Linked DNA regions of Mus musculus: all the other regions are linked to region 6. Evidence: chromatin contacts called from public HiChIP or PLAC-seq and promoter capture Hi-C data. All regions are on one chromosome and are shown on one strand. The core of a region is the stretch at or near the end of the contact, and the rest is flanking DNA. Distances in the headings are between cores, read along the strand shown.

Region 1 (2,992 bases), core at 161-2,660, 850 kb after region 6:
AGGCAGGTACAGGGAAATGAAGGAAACTTTTGGATAGGCCCAAGATGCTAGATGGTGACATACTTAGCTCTTGGATTGGTAGAAGCTAGTGTCCCTCTAAGTGCATCTGTTCATGAGTATCAGATGAGGGTCTGACTATGGATGTAGAATACAGATATAAGCATGATATAGATGTAAGTGTGAAAAGTACTCAAGAATTTGAGCCAATTAGGCTGATGAGAGGTACCAAGTTAGGTAGAGGAATAGTGAAGGTCTGTTATGCTAGAAGGAGAACTGAATGAAGCTCTTAGGGAGATGAATAGCTGGGGCATCCATTAGAACTCACTATTGAAGGGATCTCATTGCATGCAGTTCAATGATTAGACTGTAGGGGCAGTAGAGTGCCATGCCAGTGGGGCTAGGGGGTGGGTGGGGTGGGGGATGGGGTGGGGGGGAATGATTTACTCTTACTTCCCAGGGAGACAAAGGGTGTGAAACTAAAAAGGAATGAGATGAGTGGTCACCTATTTACTAGTCCTTTTACGGTCCCTGGGGAAACTCAGAGGAGAGTCTTTATGCAAAAGATTCACTTACTTAAAGGCATTGTGGAAAGAGATATATATAGAATACACAATATGCAAAATCAACACTTTCCCAAGTTGTTGAGACACACCAATACCCTGTACTACCATCTTGTTAGACACGGGAATGATGTAAGTGAATCACATTTTAATTCAGATGAAGCAATGGCCTAGTGGAAATAGGGGACCCATAGAACTCTTGGAATCAGGTCCTGATTTGTAAAAAGATAAATAGAAGCCCACAGACAAAGGATGACTTCTTAGAGATCATACACACCCAGTTGGAAAAGATACTAGCTCTGCTTGCAGCCTGGTATTCCTCCGTCTATCAACCTGTATATATGCACAGAAGACACAGCCATCATTTTAAATGAAGAAACAAGACCATATAGTTCTGTAAACATTTCACCTGAAAGACACATCTTCAACTCCACTAACTCTATAGCACTTTACATTTAGTGCAAACTTTTTGCAAGTAAAAAGAGCCAAGAAATGCAGGCTGCAACACTCAGAGGTTTAGGGGAGCTCTTTGTGTTGTTGCTTTCAGTTGATTTTGTTTTCAATTAAAACTCAGAAAATAATCTTCCCCAGCTCAGAGATGAACCAGGACTGCATTAGAATTGGAAGAGCCAACCCAGCAGGTGAGCCAGAAGTGAACTGTGATTGCACCCTTGTTTTGCAGAAATGGAACACATCCTCAATTATGTCAAAATAAGCAGGGTCATTAATATCATGAATGTTAATAAAAATGTTGGAAACTCCACAGGAAAAAGTTTACGATGTGTTTTCTAAACCCTGGTATGTTGATGGCTGTTTAGTCATTCCAAGAGCTGAGACCTTGTAGGCACCATTATTAGCAGGATCCAACATAAGCAGTACCATTTACTTGGAATGCTATGAAATGAGGGGACCAGGGAGGGGACATTTTGAAAACAAATGAACAAGTACACATAAAAACAGAGAATGTTTCTTCATGCCAGATCCCAAATCGTAAACCTTGCAAGGAAGAAAATATGAGTGTATGCCTGTGTGTAAGTATGATTGTGTATTATTTACTGTCCCTGATATGCTGACACAAGCCATCAAGTTATAAAAAGCACTAGAGAAAGAGTTGCAGAATTTATTACTCTGGCATGCATCTGCTGTTACAAATTAGATGACCCAGAGCAGGGCAGGTCCCTCTCTGGGCCTCATTTTCCACAACTATTAAAGAGATTGAGCCCCGTGATCACCATGGCCTTTCTTTGAATATTTTTCTGACCTCGGGGCTGTATTTAGAATTCTTGAAGCACGAAATTAGCCACTTTGAAAGACTTGCTACTTTGACCTAGAAATGTTCTTCAGTCTGTCCTTTGTTTCCCCATTAGAGACGGCATTTAAATAAAAATGAAAGGAACTACTGTTGTTTTTCCAGGCGGTGCAGTTTGTGCTTAATGAGAAAAGTGGTTATCAAGCAAACAGAGCAGCTCTCCTGGAAATGAGCGAAATAGGCACTTTTCCTCCCTCTAGTGGGAATGGAGTGGACTGTCGCTCAGTTCAGTAGACCGTGAGCCTCAGACCACAAGCAAAAAGGCAAGCAAAAGGAAGTGGGGTTGAGCCGAAGGTTTTCCACAAAGGCATCTTGCACATAACACTTCCTTAAAGGAGCTCCAGATTCAAAAATAAAAAGCTCCGAAGGAGAATTGAGCCAAGGCATGGTCATCAAATACAACCCATGCAGGCTGAAGAGACGGTTTGCCAATTTAGTTTATCCCTTTCTGTGTCTTAAAATTGGCTCTTGTGTGGAAATCACAAAGCATGCGAGTGAGGCAGTCTAGAAAGACTAGCTGGGCAGAGTTTAGCGCTCTGGGAAGCAAGAATGCACCTATCAGAGTGCGGTACAGGGAGATGCGAGTTTCCACTTAGTTTTCAATGCCTGATGCATGTCCTAGATGGGTCTCTTCTAAGTCTCGGGGATCTTGGCTGACACCCCAAACCAAGTCATTTACCCCGGCCTGGGTTTATCTCACAAAACTATACACATTACAAGAGGACCATAGTGAGGATGTGTCTGCCTCCCCACTGAGGGAGCTTTTCTGCTCCTTGCAATTTGAGGGGATACAAAGGGACAGGAGCAAAGAGTGACACATAGTGACATCAGGACTTGAAGACATTCATACTCAGCTGTCCTGTAATTGCCATGCTAGGAACTCTTATTTATTCATTCATTCACTCATTCATTCATTTTGAGAGTCTCAAGCATAGAGCTTTCTATGTAGTCAGAACCTACCTTTATTGACATAAAAGCCACCACTCTCATCTTAAAGGGAATAAGAGACAGTTTATTCTGGAGCCATTTATGATTGATCATGGCCTAGAAACACAGATTTAGGTTACCCCAAACTCCGTGTTCCAATACGAACACAGTTTCATAGGATTTTTACAGTGTTACA
Region 2 (3,083 bases), core at 391-2,890, 980 kb before region 6:
GGCCTTCCATGGTAACACAGACCACAGACATCAACATGGCTTCAGGTGGGTGCACAACTAAGGACATATGCACAAGCTCCAGTGGCAGCACAGAACAAAGACCTGAACATAACCTCTGATGGCAGCAGCATGGGCCATGAACATCAATCAACATGGCTTCAGGTGGGTGCATGTACCACACAGAGACATCCACATGGCCTCTGCCCACTCCTGCCTCTGTGCAAGCTGCAGCAGTAGTGCCCCTGTTCTTTGGGCTGGCCAGCAGACCAAGGACTAGCCCTATTCAATAATAACATGTTGTTTGTCCACTGTAGCCGGGCTCCCATGCCGCTCCTATACCTTCCAAGCTGCTCTGGGTTCCCTGGGGTACCAGCAGCAGCTGCTGCCATCTTGAATCTTCTATAGAGTTCAGGATGTGCTTTTTAATTATCAACATCCATGCTGTAAACTTTGCAGCTGCTTCCACTGTATTCAAAGGATGCTGGCAAATCTGTACTTCATTTTTATCCCATCCTAAGGGATTCAAAAATCTCTTCTGTGTTTCTCTTCATTCACAAATATTTTGCTCAGCCTCCAAGTATTTGTGTAGTGTCTTTTGTTACTGATTCATAGTTTCATTCCTCTACATTTGGGTAAGATACACAATATGATTTTGATTTGTTTGTACTTATTAAGACTTGCATTATGATCTAAAGTATATTCTGTTATTAGAAATGGTTTCTTGTGCTGCTCAGATAAAAGTGCATTTTATATCAATTGTGTTGACTATTCTAGATATCTGTGAGGTCATTTTGATCTGTGGCCTTGACATGGGAGCTCTTCCAGTGATGAGTGTGTTTGTGTCATCAGATCTCCCTCAGGAAGGGTGTGCAGCTAGGACGCAACTCATAGTGCACAGGTGAGACAGAACACAGCCTGGTCACAGGAAACTCTCCTCAGGTCTTTCCTTTCTCACACTGATCTTCATGTCCTAGGCCAGGGGCCTTCCTCTCCACCAGCTGAAGGGTAGTTCTCTGCCAGGGCGGGGTGGCAACAATCACCTACCCATCAGACTGCAACTGAAGCAGATGGGAAACATTTCTGTGATGGGTTACCAGGTAGGTGTGCAGAAAAGATGTTACTCCCTCCCACTCTTCATAGCCAGGGGTGGGTAGAGGAGTGAGGAAAATTGCTTTTCAAGGAATGTGGTTTGTGTGTATGAACTGGCTCTAAGGAAGAGGTCTGTGTCTAGAGCAGCCTGACATAGTTCTAGCATTCATGGCCAATTCCTCCAAGCTGAATCTCCCAGCACATCTGTGCTCTGCAGTGCTCTGATACAACCTACAACTGATGAGAAGTTTGGGTGGAGAGGCAATGTCACAATAGCTCCCCAACTGAATACAATGCCACTGAGACAGAATGGAAGCCCCACAAGATCCTGTGAGGGCCTCATTTAATTCTGCCTCCTCTCAGCCACTCAGGGTCCTGTGGCTACATGCCCATCTTTGTGAAGATGCCCTGGTAGGGGACATACCAGAAAATGCAGACACTATTGATGTCTCCACAGAAGGATGTGTGGCTGCTTGCTTTCTTGTAACATAAACAAGGTAAATGTGTGCAAGCAGTCAGCCACAGGCAGCCCAAACCTGTCAATCAAAGAGACAAAGCATTGTCCTGCTGAAATTCCTTTGGCAGGGGCTTGTGTCAAAGCAAGCTTTGCCTGCTCTGGTGGTCAAAGAAAATGCCCTTAAAGGATTCAGAAATTCAGAGCTCTCGAAGGTGGACCTATAACCCCCAGGATTATTTTAACGTATGAATTGTGTTTGAATCTGTGATTTCCTAACTTACAAACAAAAGTTTCTCAAAAACATTTAGCATGCATTATTGTGTCAGAAAAATAAGAAAATGTGGGTAAGATAAGTCCTTTTTGTTTTTCCTTAAACACCTACTATAGACATTCTAAACTCAGTTCTTGATCATCAAACTTGATCAGGAAGATTAAAATTCATATATTCAGATGAACTTAGGGCTATCTCTTGTTGTTGTGTCTCCACCACTGTCTATCAACTTAATCGAAATCTAAACTGCCTTCATTTGTCCCCTGGATATTAAATATTCTAATTAAAATGCTGATACTTTACTAAATGCCAGCTTTCCTGACATATATAAACAATCTTTTTCCTCTCCATTTTCTCCTCTCCATTTAATAGGGGTGTTGGGTATGTTTTATGTCAACTTGACACAAGTCAAAGTCATTTGGAAAAGGGGAACTGCAGTAAGGAAAATGCTCTCACTAGATTGGCCTATGGTGCTTTTATTTTTTTATTTTTTATTTTTTATTTTTTTGATTGGTGACTGATGTGGGAAGCCTTAGCCTTCTGTGGACAGTGTCACTCATGGGTAGATTGAGCAAGCGTGAGGAATAAATAATCCAAAAAGCAGCACTCCTCCATGGCCTCTTCATCAGCTCCTGCTTCCATGTTTCTGTCCCAACTTCCCAGAATGATGGACCCCAAGCTGTAATATGGAATAAGCTCTGCATCTTTTATTCCCCGAGTTGCTTTTGATGTTTTATCAAAACAATAGAAACCCCCAACTAAGACAATAGGTCATTTATTATCTCCCTTTTTCATTATTTCCTAGGGGAAGTATAAAATAATGGATTTCACTAGATATTTTTATATATGCATATCATTGTTTATCATTTGTGTGTGCATGTGTTTGTATGCATATGTATATTATGCACATACATGAATATGTAGGTATAGGAAAGTGGTCAAATTTGGGTATCATTCTTCAGGAGCCTTCCTCCTTGTTTTTTTCCTCCTTGTTCTCAGTGGGAACTGTGCCTCACCAGTTAGTTCGGACTGCTAAAGCCCCGTCTCTGCTTCTACCTCTCACACGTGGTCTCTGAGCTGGGACTATAAGCAGGAACTTCCCTGTACAGCTTTTTATTTATTTATTTATTTAATGTGGATTTGGGTGCTGAACTCAGGGGCTTATGTTCTTTACTTCCTGAGCTCTCTCCAGCTCCATAAGTGTTTTAAACACGTTAACCAGTGCTCGTATCCTCCGAAGACCTTTACCATTCGATGCTGGGTTTT
Region 3 (3,094 bases), core at 33-2,532, 1.0 Mb after region 6:
TGTGTGTCTGTGACTTTGTTTTTGGTTGTTTGTTTGATTGTTTTCACCTGTGGGCAGCAAGAGCTCTGGAAACAATTTGGACAACCATGTGGACATTTCTTTCTGTGGTGCTGATGATGTAATTGTGAATCTCTGAGCACTCAAGTGGAGGGGAAGTATGGGGTGAAAAGCTGTGAAGCCACCCTGCCTACGGTTCTGTGTCTGTGTATCAGTCTATACCCCATCCAGCCCCCTACACATCTCAGTGTTCAGTCATGACTGCTGTTCCTGTCCTAGAGTTCCTAATGCCTGGCCTGCACTCTCATCTGGACAGGTGTGTATTAAAGGTGTGAACCCCTAAAGCTTCTGTGAAGCTCCCTGACACCTGCTGATCTTTGAGTGAGTGGTCTCTGTCCAACCCCCCCGCCCCCCCCCAGCCATGTTACAAGATAGACAAGTAGTAGGCTCCCTCTTTGTCCTTTGCTCCGCTGTCTGCCTGGTCCTCCTATGGCAACATCTTAATTTAGGAATGGCCTTTATGGTGCAAAGCCATATTGCTGAGCTGTCTTCCTATAGAAAGGAATTCATGACCCAATTGATCCCCAACATAGGGCCTTCTTAGATTTATCATATATTACTTATTTAGCATGTCAAACCCTTAATGAATGAGGTCATTATGAATTCACTGGGATGTCTGTAAACTTTCTTTAGGTATTTTTTAGAATTTAGTAGTATCTTGGGAAAACCTTAGCTTAAAATGTCATCCTTTTCTTTTGAGCCTACATTTCCTGGGGGTGAGGAGGCTTTTAAAAATAAAATTCACTGGTGAGACTTAGGTTGGGATTTGTAGGTTTGGATTTAGAGGTAGGAAAAGGTCACAGGTAGACCAGAGAGTGCCTCAACACGCACGCGCACACACACACAAACACACACACACACACACACACACACACACACACACACACACATGAACATGTACAAACATACACAGAGCTCCTCTGGTGACATACTGGCTCTTTATGGTCAACAAGCTTATGCATTCCTCACTAAAACTTTTACTTTGATCAGACTTCCTTTATTTTTACCCAGAATTCCACCTTACCTTCCAAGATCAGTGTCATACATATTTGGATGATTTCAAGAAAATTTGAATCCTGGCAATCTTGAGGATCGTTGTCCAGCATTCTTTAGGACATTCCTGAATCACTATTTGCCTGCTATTCTTCCCACCATAAGACTGGGTGTTGCAGGTTTATGGAGTAGACCACAGCCTGAAGTGTCAATCTCACCCAGCCTAGTCAAGGGTGCACACTGTCACCCGGCCTGACTACTGTGACACCCACAGTGTGCCTCCACCAGACACAGTGTGACATCACCCTGGCAGCCTCCTCTCTCTGCACCTGGACAGACAGTCCCTGTGTGCAGCCCACCCTAGAGTCTGAGTTGGGCTCCATCTCCCCGGGGGAAGTAGCTACAGAGGCCAGCAGAACTTTCTCACACAAGATATGTGTCTTTTCTCTTTTTTATTTTGAGACAGAGTTTCCCTGTGTAGCCAAGCCTATTCTGGAAGTCACTGCCCTCCTGACTCTGCTTCCAGAACACTGGCATTGCTGGTGCAAACTCTTGTGACTAGCTTGAAATTTGTGTCAAGTTCCAGTCAGTTACTTAACTGTTCAATCTCTTTTGTTTTTTTGTTTTGTTTCTTGATGGGCGCAAGGGCAGTGCTTTTGTATTTGGGGGTCACAGTGCATACCCTGCTCAGGGTATTCAGATCGTGGCACAATCTCTCAACTTGTGGGTGTCTTTGCACACTGCCAATGAGAGTGGATTGCTTTGAGCATATCCTTGCTCTGTGGGATGTGGGGTTTTCCGTGCTCCTCAAGAACCCTAATTGACCCTGCTAGAATCAGCCATTTGTCTTGTGCGTTCTGGTTCCTTAAACTGGAGCACTTTATTGGACTGATGATCTGGGCATGGCATGCATTCTATGCAGAGTCCATGCCTTCTGCGTCCTCGCAGCTGACGTGCAAGGAAGGCGCATGTGCACACATACTAACCAGTGTGTGTACCAGCACACTGCTGAGCTGTGTTTTCCATCTGCATCTATAGTATTCTAAGCATGGGTTCCTACTTAAACCTCCAGTGCTATTCTCTTATCCCAGGAGTTCTAGTGTCTTTGCCTCAATTAGATTAGCTTCAGCCTCCTACCCACAGGGATGCCTTGAAGTCAGTGCAGAGAAAGTATTGCTATTTATGTTAAGCATGGAAAAGTGATGACTGAGAAGGATTATCAGGTGTCTTGAGTAGCCACAGGCTTGTGGGCTCACATGCAGCGGCCACAGGGGACTATGGGGTATCCTGATATTATCCTGATCTGTCATTCCCCATCCCATTCCCTTGAGTCAGAGTCTCTTACTGAAGCAAGAGTTCCTCATTTTATGACCAGGATGGTTACCAGGGAAGCTAAGTTTCCATTTTGGGGTTCTTAGCCTCATTAATAAGATAAATTAGTAATGGACTCAAGAGGAAGCAAAGGACAATGTTATTAGACTTTAAGAAAAGATTCTGGGAAAAGAGACTGAGAGAAAGTATTGCTATTTATGTTAAGCATGGAAAAGAATCATCTTATTAAGGAAAAAAGAAACATGTCAGGTGGTGGTGGCACACACCTTTAATCCCAGCTCTTAGGATGCAGAAGGGTGGATCTCTGAACTCCAGACCAGCCTGGTCTACAGAGCTAGCTCCACGACAGACAGGACTACACAGAGAAACTGTCTAGAAACCAAACAAAACACAAAGAAAGAAAAAAGCACCCCTAAGAATGGGTTTCCCTAGTGAGCAAAGAAAAGTATCCCCTAAGTATCCAGCCTGGTGGCAGTATATTGTCTTTTGTACTCCTCCCCCACCCTTAGTAGGTCAGGCATGCTCTGTTCTTTAGAAGATGCCACTAAAAGGAAGGGCTTCTGCTCTGCAAGCTGGCTTCTTTCACACATTAGAATTTATGTAGCTGTTTTAGTTCCTGCTTTTCTAACAGAGGCTGGCTGTAAGCCCCAGTGTACCCCCAGCATCAATGCTGGGGTTACAGGTGAACACAGCCTTTTACATAGGTGTTGGG
Region 4 (3,328 bases), core at 764-3,263, 930 kb after region 6:
GCACAGGTTAGCACGTAAGGTCTGGGAGGTGTCATCTATGCATTTTGATGGGGGTGGATTTTTCACCTACCCACAGAGATTCATAGGCAGTGTGTTACCAGTCCTTTGTGTCATGGACAACACGGGAAGCCTCAGTCAAGCTGCAAGTCTTCCACTTGCTGTGAGCTTCCAGCCCCCCTCCCCCAGCAGACTCTCAATCCTTCATTCATAACTTTGCTCCCCAACCAGGCCTGGGGAGGTGTGAAAACATTTCTCTCAGAGCTCAGGCCTTCAGGCAAAACTATTTCTATCTTTCAGTGAGAGGCCGAAGCAACAAAGTGCTGTTGTTAGGATTCTTCACACTGTGTGCTTTCTTGAACAAAGGCATTTATACAGAGTCTGATGCAAGCCAAAGCTCTAGGAGGCCACGTGTGTCCTTGTTTTGTTTTGGCTTTTGCCTATTGGACATAGGCTCTCACTTATCTAGTCCAGGCTGGCCTTGACTTTGCAATCCTCCTAGCTCAGCCCTCAGAATGCTAGGCTTATTTGTGTGAGGCACGGTATCTATCAAGTGTGTGTCTTTGAAGATTTGAAACATTCAGCCCAGTAACTGGTGATGGTATCGGATGAGGGGCTGGGGAGACAGCTTGGTCACTACAGTGCTTGCCATGCAGGCCTGAGGACCTGAGTTTAATAACCAGCATCCATGTAAGAATACAGATGTGGTGCATGCTCAGCATCCTAGCACTGGATAATGGGGGTTGGGGTAGAGGCAGAAGGTCTCCTGGAACTTGCTGGCCAACAGGTCTGCATGAATTAAAGGGGTTTAGGTTCAGAATATACAGTAGAGAAAAAGAGGTGAACACCCCAGCATTGACTTTTGGCTTGCACTCACATACACATGTATAAACACAAATATGCACCTGGGAATGTAGCAGCAGACGGTAGATGGTACAGAGCTTTTAATCCTGTTTTAATTCTCTAGGGGAAAACTAGAGAAGTTGAGTTAGCAAATGGAGGCTCTCCAGTCCCCCAGCCAAAGAACGCAGTCCACAGCTGTTTGGACCCAAAGTGCTTGAGCAGAACATCTTAGGAGAGAGAGAGAGAGAGAGAGAGAGAGAGAGAGAGAGAGAGAGAGAGAGAGAGAGAGAGAGAGAGAGAGAGAACGCACACAAGTGTGGTGTGTGTGTGTATGTGTGTGTGTGTGTGTGTCTTGGATCCCCCCAAGGGCCTTCCCTAGTTAACTCCCACCTCCTGACATTCCCAGAGCCTCTCAGAAATATCTTTACCAGATGCAGACCAAGCGTTCAGAACACATGCCTGTGGGAACATTTCATTCTAGCCTTAATACATACTCAAAAGGTTCACCCATTTTTGCACGTTTGACATGAACTTCCAGGACCTACCAGAGGGATTGCAAGATAATAACTTATGGGAATTCCCATCCACTGGTGGATCTTAGGCTCTAAGGGAAAGAAACGAAATGCTTTGGCTTGTGCTTCATATATATGCACAGAGCCTCAGCCTCAGGTCCAAGCAGGTTGAGGACTCTTCTCATTCATTTGCATTATCAGAAGTTAGGGTGAAAAGATGATTCTTTCATAGTATTCATGGTAAACTACTCACAGGCAGGATAGCTGTCGGGCAGGTTCTGGCAAGTCCAGAGACTTGCTGTAATTTGCATAGACAGACTACTCTAGAGGGTCCCAGATACTTCACTGAGTGAGATTTCCAGCTTCTGACTGGTAGGGTCGGGATTTTTCACTCGTTTCTTTCTAGCTGTTGGCACTCGTTCTTCTAGTATTGAAAACAGGGGTCCAACTTCAGGAGGACTCATTGCCCCCTTGTCCCGCCACCCCCACCCCCCAACTGATCTGGGCCCTCCCTTTGGCATTGCTGGGGGCTGCTCGCCTGGTCCTGGTGCATGGACATTAAGGCACCTCTGAACGGCAGGGGGCGCTGGCGTGCAAACTGGCTCTGCCTCCCGCGCCCGCGCTTAGTGCGCGCTCGCGCCCCGTCGACCCCGCGCGCAGTTCTCAGGGCGCAGGGCGGGGAGGCATAAAGGGCGCTGCGCTGCGGGGCGGGCTGCACGCGGGAGGCTGACGGGGCAGCGGCACCCGCGAGCCGGCACCGGGCGGGGCCATCACAGCCACGCGCAAAGAGGCCGAGCGGGAGCCCGGACCGCGCGGGACCAGGTGGGTGACGCGCGCGTCCCCTTTGTGTCGGCATCGCCCGAGCGGGCCGCGCGGGATAAGGCTGTGCGGGGCTGGTTTCGGCCCCCTAACCCGTGCTGCCGGGCGGGGACCCCGCGGGCTCCGGGGCGGCGATGGGGACTATGCTCCGGGATTCCGCTGGGTGACGGCCGCGTCCTCCTGGCCGCTTGCACTTGGGGATCGCGCGCCACGGAGAAGTCTCCAGCCGCAGGCGCGGGGTGTGCTTTGCTGGAGTGGCCCGGGTGGGCGGCCGTCTGCAGGCCTTGGGTGGACTCCCGCCGTGACCTGGACATGGGCAGAGCGAGGGCGTGGGGAAGGTCGGGTCCGTTCTGGCCAGTGGCAGTCGCGAGTACCCCGCAGTGCTTAGCCGCGCCTGGCCGTGGGCATGGTCCTCTGCTAGCCTCTGGCCCAGGAGTCTCCGTGTCCCTTGTACCCCTCTTGCCCAAGGAAGTCCCCTCAGGACTCTCGTATCCCGTGCTCCGCATTGCTCCCGGTTTTCTACACCATCCGTGGAGCTCAGAGATTGTATCGCTCCTCCTGCTAAAACTGAAGGCTTCCTGGCCGCCGCCGTTGCGCGGGAAGAGGCGACTTCTTCACCCTAGGCGGGTCTCTGGTGGTCGCACTTAAAGTTTGCTCTAGTTCTTGTTTTGGTCTCTTTTTTTCAGAGAATACTTTAAAGTATACTTATTTTGAACAGTCCTACAGCCTGCTTGGTACAGGGTCAAAGGCCAAGTAACAAGGAGAGCTAGACAAGGCTCTGGGAAACCTTCCCAGGGTTCCTGTGTCCTAGGATTAGAAGGACAGTCCAATCTTGCTTAGGACAGTTCTAGGAAGGAAGGGCCTTCCAGGCGTGGTGTCTGGGAGACAGGTCCTTCTCAATGACCCCGGCCAGGGTAGTAGTTTAGACGGCTAAGAGACGCACATAAACACAGTAGCAGACAGAAGGAAAGGTGGTCAGTGTGCCCTCCGATGAGAGAGCAGAGACAGGGGCCTTTCTAAAGGAGGGATGTGGAATCAGATGACCAGTGGGGCGTAGCCAGGGTGGGGGAAAAAGCACCAGCAAAGGAATGCAGAGTGTGAAGAACCGTTCCCACGGGGTTGCCTCCTTGGCTCCCAAAGAGCCAAAGTTTCGCTCC
Region 5 (3,247 bases), core at 403-2,902, 740 kb before region 6:
TGAAATAACTCCACTTACTCATGTATCATTGGAGTGCCCAAAATAGCACACACACACACACACACACACACACACACACACACACACACACACACAGTACATGTGTATGTATGTATATCTAATTTGGATACTTATAAAGATAATATTTTGCAGGTCACATACCATGTCAAAATGAGAGATGGTGAAAGGTAAATAAAACAGCTACACGGGATGTAATAAAAAAAATCAGGATATGCATGCCACACTGTGTCCAGTGCTCAGAGATGGGTATCCTGGGATTTGGTCCCAGGTGGGCTGGGTTGTGGTTCCCTCTGTTGGGCTTTATGTCTACAGTGAGGATGCCCACCTCTTGGGAGTAAGACACAAATACTAAGCACATCGGATTCCACGTGTCTTCTTTGTGCCCATAGGATGGCATCATGGGTGAAACAGTGCCATTGAATTATTTTGCATCAATTAGTCTTGATTAATATCAAGTGAATCATGCTTTTAGCATGATGACATGGTACCCTGGACAACCTGAAAAGGCGAGTGAATGGAGCAGATGGGAAAAACAACGGTGTGAGAGGTAGACATGATGTCTAATCTCCCTGTGAACCTAAGCCCTCTGTGAATCTGCTAGACATCAGGGTCACCCATGTGGAGTCCAACACAGAAAATCTCTGTTTATTTTTGGAAGAAATAACTCACACCTCTTAACTCAGAGAGCTTGAGGTAGTGAGTGGATAAGAGAAGGAAAAATTTTGCCGGAACATCAACTGAGTTCATTGCACAGATGTGTAAGGATTGCTTTCAGCCTTTTTCAGGTTTTTCTCACTATCTCTCTCTTTGAGTTTGTTTCCATCTCAATATAAATTACTTTATCTCTAGATTCCCTATGCTGCAGTCATAGAAGAAATGCCTGCAACCGACTTGTGTTTTTCATTTTTCATATCTCTGTCAAACATGCTAATCTAGCCAAGGACCATGACATCTGAGAGTTCCCTAGAACTCAGAAATTGAGCATCATACTTAATTCTTGTATCTCCATGTATGTCATTGCATTCTTAATTCAAGAGTATCCTGTATGTGAGTTTGATAAACATGCTGAAGAATTTTTCTCCATTGTTAATTGATATCCCTTTCCAAAACTGTCTCACCTTTAGCTTCACAGCTACAGGCCACATGTTTATTTACCTTTGCATGGTGTAGTCTTCTGGGGAAATGCTGAAGAAATGCCTGCAACCGACTCTATCTTACAGAGACTTGGGGTTGCAACAGCTCTGGAGATCTTGAGGTGCCATGCTCACCAAAGCCACTGGAGATGGGAAATGTTCTGCAACCATCTCCAGAGGATCCAGGTGGCCCAACATCTCTTTGTCCAATTCCAACATCTGATTTCTGGGCAAAGCTTTCTCACTTCGAGTCTCTCCTTTGCACACAGCCACAAGCACTTTCTTGTTATCTTAAGGATCTTTATGGATCCACTTGGTTTCAGCTACACAAACTGGCATCAATGCTATGAACAGTCCCAAGAAGAATTAAAATGTTTGCATGTTTTTAAGCTGACTACAGTAAGCCAGGAATGGTGATGAGTGTACTGTTAGCCCAGCAGAGTCTGTGTTCATACACGAGATGTGCTGATTAATACATCGCACAATTAGCTCCAGATCTTACAGCTGTGTTAATTGATGAGCAGTCAGAGCTTAGGGCTGTGTAATTATGTGCAGTGGAGTGCTGAGGCGGGAACTGGCTTTGTGATTCCGTTGGCTTACATTGAGGATACTTATTTAATCCTTTTGACTTAGACTTGGGTGCCAAAAAAGTGGTGCTAGCTACATCTCTGCAGCATTATGCCTCCAAGGCAGTGTTCTTTTGCAGTATTTGAGGAAAAAAAGATGATTCTAAAAACTGCGGTCACACCCAGCTATCTGTGGGGAAAGATGATTTTCTTGCTTTTTTGTGAAATGCACTGGACATTTTGAACATTTCCAAGCTGATTTCCTAATTAGCTTCTGTACCGTACATACGATAACTCCACAGATACAGTGGGATCATACTCAAGTGTAGACTTAGAATTGACTGTTCCTTTGGGACAGCAATATCAGGAAATTATTTTTTGTAGTAATTTATTATTTTGTATTCACTTTACATCATGATCACAGTTCTTCCTTCCTCCCAGTCTCTCACCCTTACAAAACCCTCCCTGAATTACCCCCTCCTCTTCTCCTCCTTTAGGTACTGCCCCACCCTGGGATATCCAGTCCTCTCCCACTGAGGCCCAACCAGGCAGTCCAACTAGGGGGAGAGGATTCAATTGCAGGCAACAGAGTTACAGACAGCCTCATTCTCCCATAGTTATGGGATCCACATGAAGACCAACTTGCCCATCTGCTACAAATATGTGGGTGGCGAAGGTCCAGCCCCTGTGTGCTCTTCAGGCAATTCTTATGCAAGGAAGAGATGATAACAAGGAAAATCGCTGATTCAAGAGTGCTGACATAGACAGTGTAAATGCTTCTTCCACATGTAGCTCACCAATGGGGTCGCTGCAGAGGGCTAGATGAAGTTTGCCCATTTAAGTACTAAAGATAATTATGGGCAGGTACATTGTGAGGGTAGGAAGGGTGGCAACATGATCCAATCCCCTCCCCCACCCACTGTCATCATTTCCTGTCCTGCTCACATGACAATTTGTGAAAGACATGAACTCAAAATGTTAAGATATTTTTTAGACAACGTGGCTCTACAATAGCACCCTCTCTCTCTTTCTCCCCCACCCCAACACGCACGCGTGGAGAGTGAGACAGACAGACAGACACACTCAATATTTAAATCATACGGATGACACAGGATGAGTCTTAGCAGATTGTACTTCATCTTATTTATATTTATTCTTACATCACACCAAGTACATAGACCCTTCCTCCTGTCTTTCTTCTACTGGCATCTCTCCTGAAAAATGTTTGATGGTTATTAATCATTAATTTTAGGTTTCAGATTAGCTAAAATTATGTTCACAAATAATGTCCGTAAACACTCACTTTGTGTGATAGCATCTACACTGTATTACTTGCACAGTAGACAAAGTCAGAAAGCCATTGAGTCCACTCTCCACGTTTTGCTGATGTTCACAGTCTTTCAGCTGTGGATTTACTCTTTGTCCCCTAATCCACCACATGTCTATTTCATACTGACTTGGCTTCACATGAAGTCTGAATCTGAATATCTCACAGGGAACATCTCTATCACATGAAACAGAACTGCC
Region 6 (3,078 bases), core at 156-2,655:
ACTGAGGTTAACTTCAATAATACACGTGCTTGGATCGGTGCTTTTCTTTGGGGTGAATACGATAAGGGTGAAATACAGGGACCCCTCCCCCCTTTTTAAAAATAAAATGGCCTATGAAGACCTGGCACCATTCTATGTCCGGAGTGGGGATGTGTGGGAGATGAGAAGTGTAGTACCCTGTGCAGTACACCAACCTGAAAGGAAATATGTTTAGATAATTCCACTAGTCCCGGGCGGCCGATTTCTCGGGTGAGCAACTCCGGGTGGGGTGAGGGGCTGTAGATCTTAAGAACCAGCCCCCAGAACTGACAGTGGGTAGGTATGAGGAAAACAGGGTGAGCAGCCACGTTAAACAGAAAGCAGAAAGGCTTCGTTTCATTGTCCTCAGAAGAGCCATAGGTGGGTAAGAGACAACACAAAGAGAAGCGAGTTTCCAAGGAGCCCGGCAAAACCAGTAGGCAGGAGCCACCGCTCCAGCGGCAGCCTTAGCAGGCAAATAAGAAATATCTTCGCTTTAAACGAGAGTGCACTTCATTTTAGCTTTGGTTTGTACCGTTGGGTTAAAATAGCAAATGACCCAGAAGGTGCGTGCTGGGAGGCAGAGCTAGGGTTTCAGGACCGAGCTGCAGGGGAGGAGGGCGTAGGTGATGGACAGAGGAGGCGGGACGCGGGGAGTTGGGGAGGCCTATGGAGTAGAAAGTGGGGGAGGGGCGGCGATGCTGAGTCCCGGGCTGTTTCACCGATCCGGCCTGAATCCGTGAACTCCTTTCCGAACCGCTCCGGAGCCGCCCGGACACGGCGGTCTCCGAAGACCGTTACTCCAGCCGAACCGGCAGATGCGCGCGATCCAGGAGGGAAAACGAGAGGGGGAGAGACGGGACAAAACCCTGCGGGTGCGCGGGGAGGGGGGGAGGGAGGGCCCGGCGACCGGGCTCTAGAAAGAGGGAGAAAAAGAACCGGAGGATGAGCCCACGTGCACGGTGCCGCGCGGTGTCGAAGCGCCACCTTCTGCTGGATAGCGGCGCAGCGCGATCGCGCGCGGGTTTAGGGCGCGACGCGCCCAGGATGAGCAGGGGCACCCACTCGCGGTGCCCGGGTGGGTGCATCTGCACTGGGGTTCAGTCCATCGTCCCGCGCCCTTGAGTCCGCGCTGGCGTCTCTCGCTCCGTCCTGCATCCGCCCGGGGGACACGCGCAGCTGTGCGCACTCGCGGATTTCTTTTGAAAAAATAACATATTTCTAGACAACTCCCCCCGCCCCCCATCTTTGCAAACTGGCCAGGAGGCGGGGCTGGAGGTGGGGCCCGTGGTTAATAACGGGAGATAGGCGGAGTCGGGACCAGCCATTGGCTGGTGGGAGTAGTGATGTCACCCATATGACACCCTGATAACGAGTTGAGAGAGAGCCCTCAACTTTTTGCAGAAGAAGCGCGCGCGCCTGGGAGTGCTTGGGGTCCGGCGCTTGCGGCGGCTGCCAGGAGTGAGAGAGCGAGAAATCAAGCGAGTGAGAGAGAGAGCGCGGGTCCCGGGCCGCCGCCGCCTCCTCTCCGGTCGCCGCCGCAGCCGCCGACGCAGCAGGGAACGGGGCCGGGGGGGAGGGGGGCAGCCGCGGACGCGCGCGGCCAAGGACTTTGCAACTTGCCGGAGAAGGTGGAGGGGCGGGAGGGGGAGGGGCGCCCGCGCAGGAGACCGAGCGCCCAGCCCCGCCGCGGACCATGGTGCAGCAGGCCGAGAGCTCGGAAGCCGAGAGCAACCTGCCCCGGGACGCGCTGGACACCGAGGAGGGCGAGTTCATGGCGTGCAGCCCGGTGGCCCTGGACGAGAGCGACCCGGACTGGTGCAAGACGGCGTCGGGCCACATCAAACGGCCCATGAACGCCTTCATGGTGTGGTCCAAGATCGAGCGCAGGAAGATCATGGAGCAGTCGCCCGACATGCACAACGCCGAGATCTCCAAGAGGCTGGGCAAGCGCTGGAAGATGCTGAAGGACAGCGAGAAGATCCCGTTCATCAGGGAGGCGGAGCGCCTGCGCCTCAAGCACATGGCTGATTATCCCGACTACAAGTACCGGCCGCGCAAAAAGCCCAAGACGGACCCAGCGGCCAAGCCCAGCGCGGGCCAGAGCCCCGACAAGAGCGCGGCGGGCGCCAAGGCAGCCAAGGGCCCCGGCAAGAAGTGCGCCAAGCTCAAGGCGCCTGCGGGCAAGGCGGGCGCGGGCAAGGCGGCGCAGCCGGGGGACTGCGCCGCGGGCAAGGCAGCCAAGTGCGTCTTCCTGGACGACGACGATGAAGACGACGACGAAGATGACGAGCTGCAGCTACGGCCCAAGCCGGACGCTGACGACGACGACGACGAGCCCGCGCACTCGCACCTGCTGCCGCCGCCGACGCAGCAGCAACCCCCTCAGCTGCTGAGGCGCTACAGCGTGGCCAAGGTCCCCGCCAGCCCCACGCTCAGCAGTGCCGCCGAGTCCCCCGAGGGCGCGAGCCTGTACGACGAAGTGCGCGCGGGCGGCCGGCTCTACTACAGCTTCAAGAACATCACCAAGCAGCAGCCTCCGCCCGCGCCTCCCGCGCTGTCGCCCGCGTCCTCCCGCTGCGTGTCCACCTCCTCATCCAGCGGCAGCAGCAGCGGCAGCGGCGCCGAGGATGCAGACGACCTCATGTTCGACCTGAGCTTGAATTTCTCCCAGGGCGCGCACAGCGCCTGCGAGCAGCCACTGGGCGCGGGAGCGGCGGGGAACCTGTCCCTGTCGCTGGTGGATAAGGACCTGGATTCCTTCAGCGAGGGCAGCCTGGGTTCCCACTTCGAGTTCCCCGACTACTGCACGCCGGAGCTGAGCGAGATGATCGCGGGGGACTGGCTGGAGGCGAACTTCTCCGACCTGGTGTTCACGTATTGAGAGGCGCAGGGCTCCTCGGGAGGCAGTCGTGGCGGTCAGGATAAAGAGGATGGTGGGGGGAGGGGGAGAAGATGCTCATGGTCAGAGAGATGTGGCGCTGAGAAATTGGAAACGGTGATGAAATGTTGTTGGAGTTAAAGTGAAATGAGTAGTTTTAAACAGATTTTCCAAGTTTT
Region 7 (2,896 bases), core at 384-2,883, 790 kb after region 6:
TGGATATTAGCCCAGAAACATAGAACACCCAAGATACAATTTGCAAAACACAAGAAAATCAAGAAGAGGGAAGACCAATGGGTGGATACTTCATTCCTCCTTAGAATAGGGATCAGCTTACTCTCTAAAGGGCTACATTCCAGTGGAACGTGACCCACAGCATGCTGGGAAGGGAGGTCTTAGATCTAATTTTTAAAAAATAGAGAAGCAATAACCCTAGGAAGACATCTTTCAAACCGTACGTAGTTGAATGAAAAGCCTTCCTCTGTGCTTAGGGCAGGTTAGTTATCAGTAAATTCCTACAACTTGACAGAAGAGCCACTGTGGGAGACACTGATGTCTCAGGTCATCAGGTCATCTCTCCATATTTTCCAGTACTGTGTGAGAATGATGTGTTTTCAGATTCACAGACAGCTCTACCCCTCATATATATATATATATATATACCATATATGACTATCCCACTTTCCATTTGCTCTCTTGTTCCCTTCAGAGACTCTAAACTCTTTACATCCCTCTCTCTATGTACCCCAGATGGTAGGGTCTGGGACTGGATGGATGATGGGCAGAGATCAGATACACATTGACGAATGATACCCTTGTGGCACTGGCCTCCTGCCCCTCTTGGTGGCTACCATCATAGTGTGTTCAGGTTTCCTTTTTTGGTATTCCATAAGTTGTCAAGCTAGCTAGAGGTACAGGCCAGGGAACCCAGGGAGAACAGGCCCTTCCTAACCTGGCAATGTGTAGGTGACTTCAGATAACATTAACACAAATCATAGTTCCTACTGGACACAGAGAAACTGAGGCTTGGGGAGCCAAATGTTGGCTCTATCTTACACCTGAAATCCATTGATAGCATCTGATTCTGTCAGAAGGAAGGATGGATAGAAGGGAGGGCATAATAATTTTAAAATGAGAAAATCAACTAGCTTTCTATCTTTCTGATCACTCACACAACTATTACCTCCCATCCTTCCTCTCTGCCTAGTGTTCCCTTTCCTCATCTCCTTTGTAGACATTATACTGCACCCACACGCGTATTTGTTTGCATACATACATATACTATAGGCTAGGATCTGTGTACCCTGGAGAACACATGGCCTCTTTCTTTCTGAGATTATGCGACCTAACTTAACATTAGGCACTGGAAGTCTATCTATTTTCCTGCAAATCTTGTGACCACAGGTTCCTTTTAGAGATGAATTACTATTCATTTCAGCTTTCATAGAAGATAATGTTATTAACTTCATAAACTATCGCTGCCTTGGCATAACTTGCAAAGAGAAGAGTCCCAGGGAGATAGGATGGAGACTCCTGTGTTGGCTAGTGAGTGGTCCAGAGCAAACTCAGAATGAATCTTCTGGTGACACATCCCCAGTACTTCGGTGACAAATTGCTTAGCCTCCCAGCATCAGGGCCCTTGGTGCTGCAGTGAGCTCTGGGGACAACAGGCATGTTTATGTATTTCAGTCACCTTGCTTTACTCCTCATTAGCTTAATTTAATGCGCTTAAGATCCTCACATTCTGCGACTAAAGTGTCTCAATTTTACTGACAGAAAATCTGAAGCTCACTACAGCTTTACAGCTTGATTGAGGTTACACAGCCCGGCAATAAGCAAGCTGTGTTTAAGCCCTCGGCTGCCCGGATCTTACACTGGATTGTATCTGCTGAGAGTTTTTTAAATGCAGTCTCAGACAACCATCTCCCTTCCATCCTCTCTGCATTTGTCCTCCAAACCTGATTATTAATTTGCAGCATCCTAGAGTCACAAATAAACTGTTAGGTGCTGAAGTTACCAATTAAGTGTGATTGTTTTATTTGGTTCAAGGAGATAAAGGCTCTCCCGTACCTCATCTGTCATAAAGGCCTTGCTTAAAAATCAATCGCTCAGTAGAGACATCCTAGTCCAACATGGAGATAAAAGGGAGATTTAAAAGTCATGATGCGAATCTGTCCTGGAGGCTAATCGAGGATGGAGGGAGGGGGAAGAGCAGTCTGTTGGTGTTCTCAGCCTCCTATTAGCTCCCTCATCTATTTATTGTCAGGACTATCATTAGGAAGATTAAAAACCCAGTGCCTACAAATAGTCCTGGAATTTTTGTCTTTCATTAGTGACTTATTATTATTATTACTGTAACCCTCCCACTCCCCCCAGCAAAGACAATGATTTCTTAGTCTACATCAGGATGTAATCCATAGAGGATTCATCAGGGCTGAGAAAATATTAAACGCTATTTCCAACCTCTGCATCCTATTGTCAGAGGCCATCGTTGATAATAATAGCTTTAATTTATAGAAATATAAATAATACAATAGTGACACCAGGAATCTAGGATCCTATAAATCTGTCACCGGTCAGTACAAATGAGCACGGCTAAATGAAACCCAGCTATAAATATACCCTGTACCATCTCAAGATAGGAAAAATTTGCAAAAATAAAAAGAGCAGGAACCATAATTGCAGTAAAAATGGAAACCTCTCCAGTCACCAGAGGGCTTTCACCTTGAAATATGAGCCATCTTTGTTTTCCCTTTTCCCCCTCTGTTGAAATTTCAAAATGTATTGAATTTGTTTCTTATGAGAGGAAACAGCCACCATGCATCTTATCTCAGGCAATGCCCCTGCATGCGAGCTCATGTGCCCTCTATAACTTACAGAGCGATCATGCCGTGCAGGCTCACCCTGCTCCTTACACTAAGTAGATATATGGTTTTACAAATGACCTACATGTTTGTGGTATTAGATTGCATGGGTGCTATCATGTTTTTTTTTCCCTCTAAGAAACACATTTGCTGCCTAAAATTAATGAAATCTGCTTTGAGGAATATTCTCTCTATATAAGAAACGTCACCTGTCCTCAGTGGCTGAACAAAGGCATTTCTGTGATTCT

The links. Promoter capture Hi-C pulls out the DNA fragments that hold promoters and counts their contacts. HiChIP or PLAC-seq counts read pairs in DNA pulled down with a chosen protein or histone mark.
Region 1: a contact with region 6 is called in an H3K4me3 HiChIP or PLAC-seq map of embryonic limb bud, with 5 times the contacts expected there. The contact joins the enhancer-like site here to the promoter of Sox11 in region 6. A contact is called at or near these places in 4 of 39 promoter capture datasets (embryonic stem cells, frontonasal cranial neural crest, hippocampal neurons and 1 more), 6 of 484 Hi-C or Micro-C datasets (the N1E-115 cell line, cerebral cortex, cortical neurons and 2 more), 18 of 115 datasets of contacts at active chromatin or transcription factors (SST interneurons, astrocytes, craniofacial prominence and 13 more) and 1 of 9 other capture datasets (adipose tissue).
Region 2: a contact with region 6 is called in an H3K4me3 HiChIP or PLAC-seq map of embryonic limb bud, with 5 times the contacts expected there. The contact joins the enhancer-like site here to the promoter of Sox11 in region 6. A contact is called at or near these places in 3 of 39 promoter capture datasets (cranial neural crest, hippocampal neurons and liver), 2 of 484 Hi-C or Micro-C datasets (cerebellum and cerebral cortex) and 11 of 115 datasets of contacts at active chromatin or transcription factors (astrocytes, craniofacial prominence, differentiating embryonic stem cells and 8 more).
Region 3: a contact with region 6 is called in a promoter capture Hi-C map of hippocampal neurons, with 7 times the contacts expected there. The contact joins the promoter of 4930549C15Rik here to the promoter of Sox11 in region 6. A contact is called at or near these places in 1 of 39 promoter capture datasets (hippocampal neurons) and 1 of 115 datasets of contacts at active chromatin or transcription factors (astrocytes).
Region 4: a contact with region 6 is called in a promoter capture Hi-C map of hippocampal neurons, with 5 times the contacts expected there. The contact joins the promoter of Rnf144a here to the promoter of Sox11 in region 6. A contact is called at or near these places in 3 of 39 promoter capture datasets (hippocampal neurons, neural stem cells and second pharyngeal arch cranial neural crest), 2 of 484 Hi-C or Micro-C datasets (both in embryonic stem cells) and 8 of 115 datasets of contacts at active chromatin or transcription factors (astrocytes, cardiomyocytes, embryonic basal ganglia and 5 more).
Region 5: an H3K4me3 HiChIP or PLAC-seq map of embryonic basal ganglia shows a contact between it and region 6, with 4 times the contacts expected there. The contact joins the enhancer-like site here to the promoter of Sox11 in region 6. A contact is called at or near these places in 4 of 39 promoter capture datasets (the 3T3-L1 cell line, frontonasal cranial neural crest, hematopoietic stem and progenitor cells and 1 more), 1 of 484 Hi-C or Micro-C datasets (myocytes) and 9 of 115 datasets of contacts at active chromatin or transcription factors (SST interneurons, differentiating embryonic stem cells, embryonic basal ganglia and 6 more).
Region 7: an H3K4me3 HiChIP or PLAC-seq map of embryonic forebrain shows a contact between it and region 6, with 10 times the contacts expected there. The contact joins the enhancer-like site here to the promoter of Sox11 in region 6. A contact is called at or near these places in 4 of 39 promoter capture datasets (the 3T3-L1 cell line, cranial neural crest and liver) and 13 of 115 datasets of contacts at active chromatin or transcription factors (craniofacial prominence, embryonic basal ganglia, embryonic forebrain and 8 more).

The regions. Positions count from the first base shown.
Region 1 is chr12:26,487,504-26,490,495 of GRCm38.p6, reverse strand. No RefSeq gene overlaps it. Among named protein-coding and RNA genes, the nearest start is that of Cmpk2, 20 kb to the right of the region's middle. Within about 2 kb of position 1,410, at least 17 of the 459 cell types and tissues checked have an H3K27ac peak or open chromatin away from gene starts, as enhancers often do. A contact at or near this core is called in the N1E-115 cell line, cortical neurons and embryonic limb bud, where this site is marked.
Region 2 is chr12:28,322,413-28,325,495 of GRCm38.p6, reverse strand. No RefSeq gene overlaps it. Among named protein-coding and RNA genes, the nearest start is that of Gm25564, 26 kb to the left of the region's middle. Within about 2 kb of position 1,640, at least 6 of the 459 cell types and tissues checked have an H3K27ac peak or open chromatin away from gene starts, as enhancers often do.
Region 3 is chr12:26,344,898-26,347,991 of GRCm38.p6, reverse strand. 4930549C15Rik (RIKEN cDNA 4930549C15 gene) reads right to left here and starts at 1,282. Exons shown (of 5, transcript NR_130981.1): 1 at 1,082-1,282. All of the region lies in intron 3 of Rnf144a (ring finger protein 144A), which reads left to right.
Region 4 is chr12:26,413,947-26,417,274 of GRCm38.p6, reverse strand. Rnf144a (ring finger protein 144A) reads left to right here and starts at 2,013. Exons shown (of 10, transcript NM_001081977.2): 1 at 2,013-2,174. Mir6538 (microRNA 6538) reads left to right here and starts at 2,265; the gene lies at 2,265-2,374.
Region 5 is chr12:28,084,091-28,087,337 of GRCm38.p6, reverse strand. No RefSeq gene overlaps it. Among named protein-coding and RNA genes, the nearest start is that of Gm46326, 40 kb to the right of the region's middle. Within about 2 kb of position 1,652, at least 5 of the 459 cell types and tissues checked have an H3K27ac peak or open chromatin away from gene starts, as enhancers often do. A contact at or near this core is called in embryonic basal ganglia, where this site is marked.
Region 6 is chr12:27,341,045-27,344,122 of GRCm38.p6, reverse strand. It overlaps Sox11 (SRY (sex determining region Y)-box 11), which reads left to right and starts at 1,405. Exons shown (of 1, transcript NM_009234.6): 1 at 1,405-3,078. The coding sequence starts at 1,715. The coding sequence ends at 2,902.
Region 7 is chr12:26,550,413-26,553,308 of GRCm38.p6, reverse strand. No RefSeq gene overlaps it. Among named protein-coding and RNA genes, the nearest start is that of 1700020D12Rik, 61 kb to the left of the region's middle. Within about 2 kb of position 1,633, at least 5 of the 459 cell types and tissues checked have an H3K27ac peak or open chromatin away from gene starts, as enhancers often do.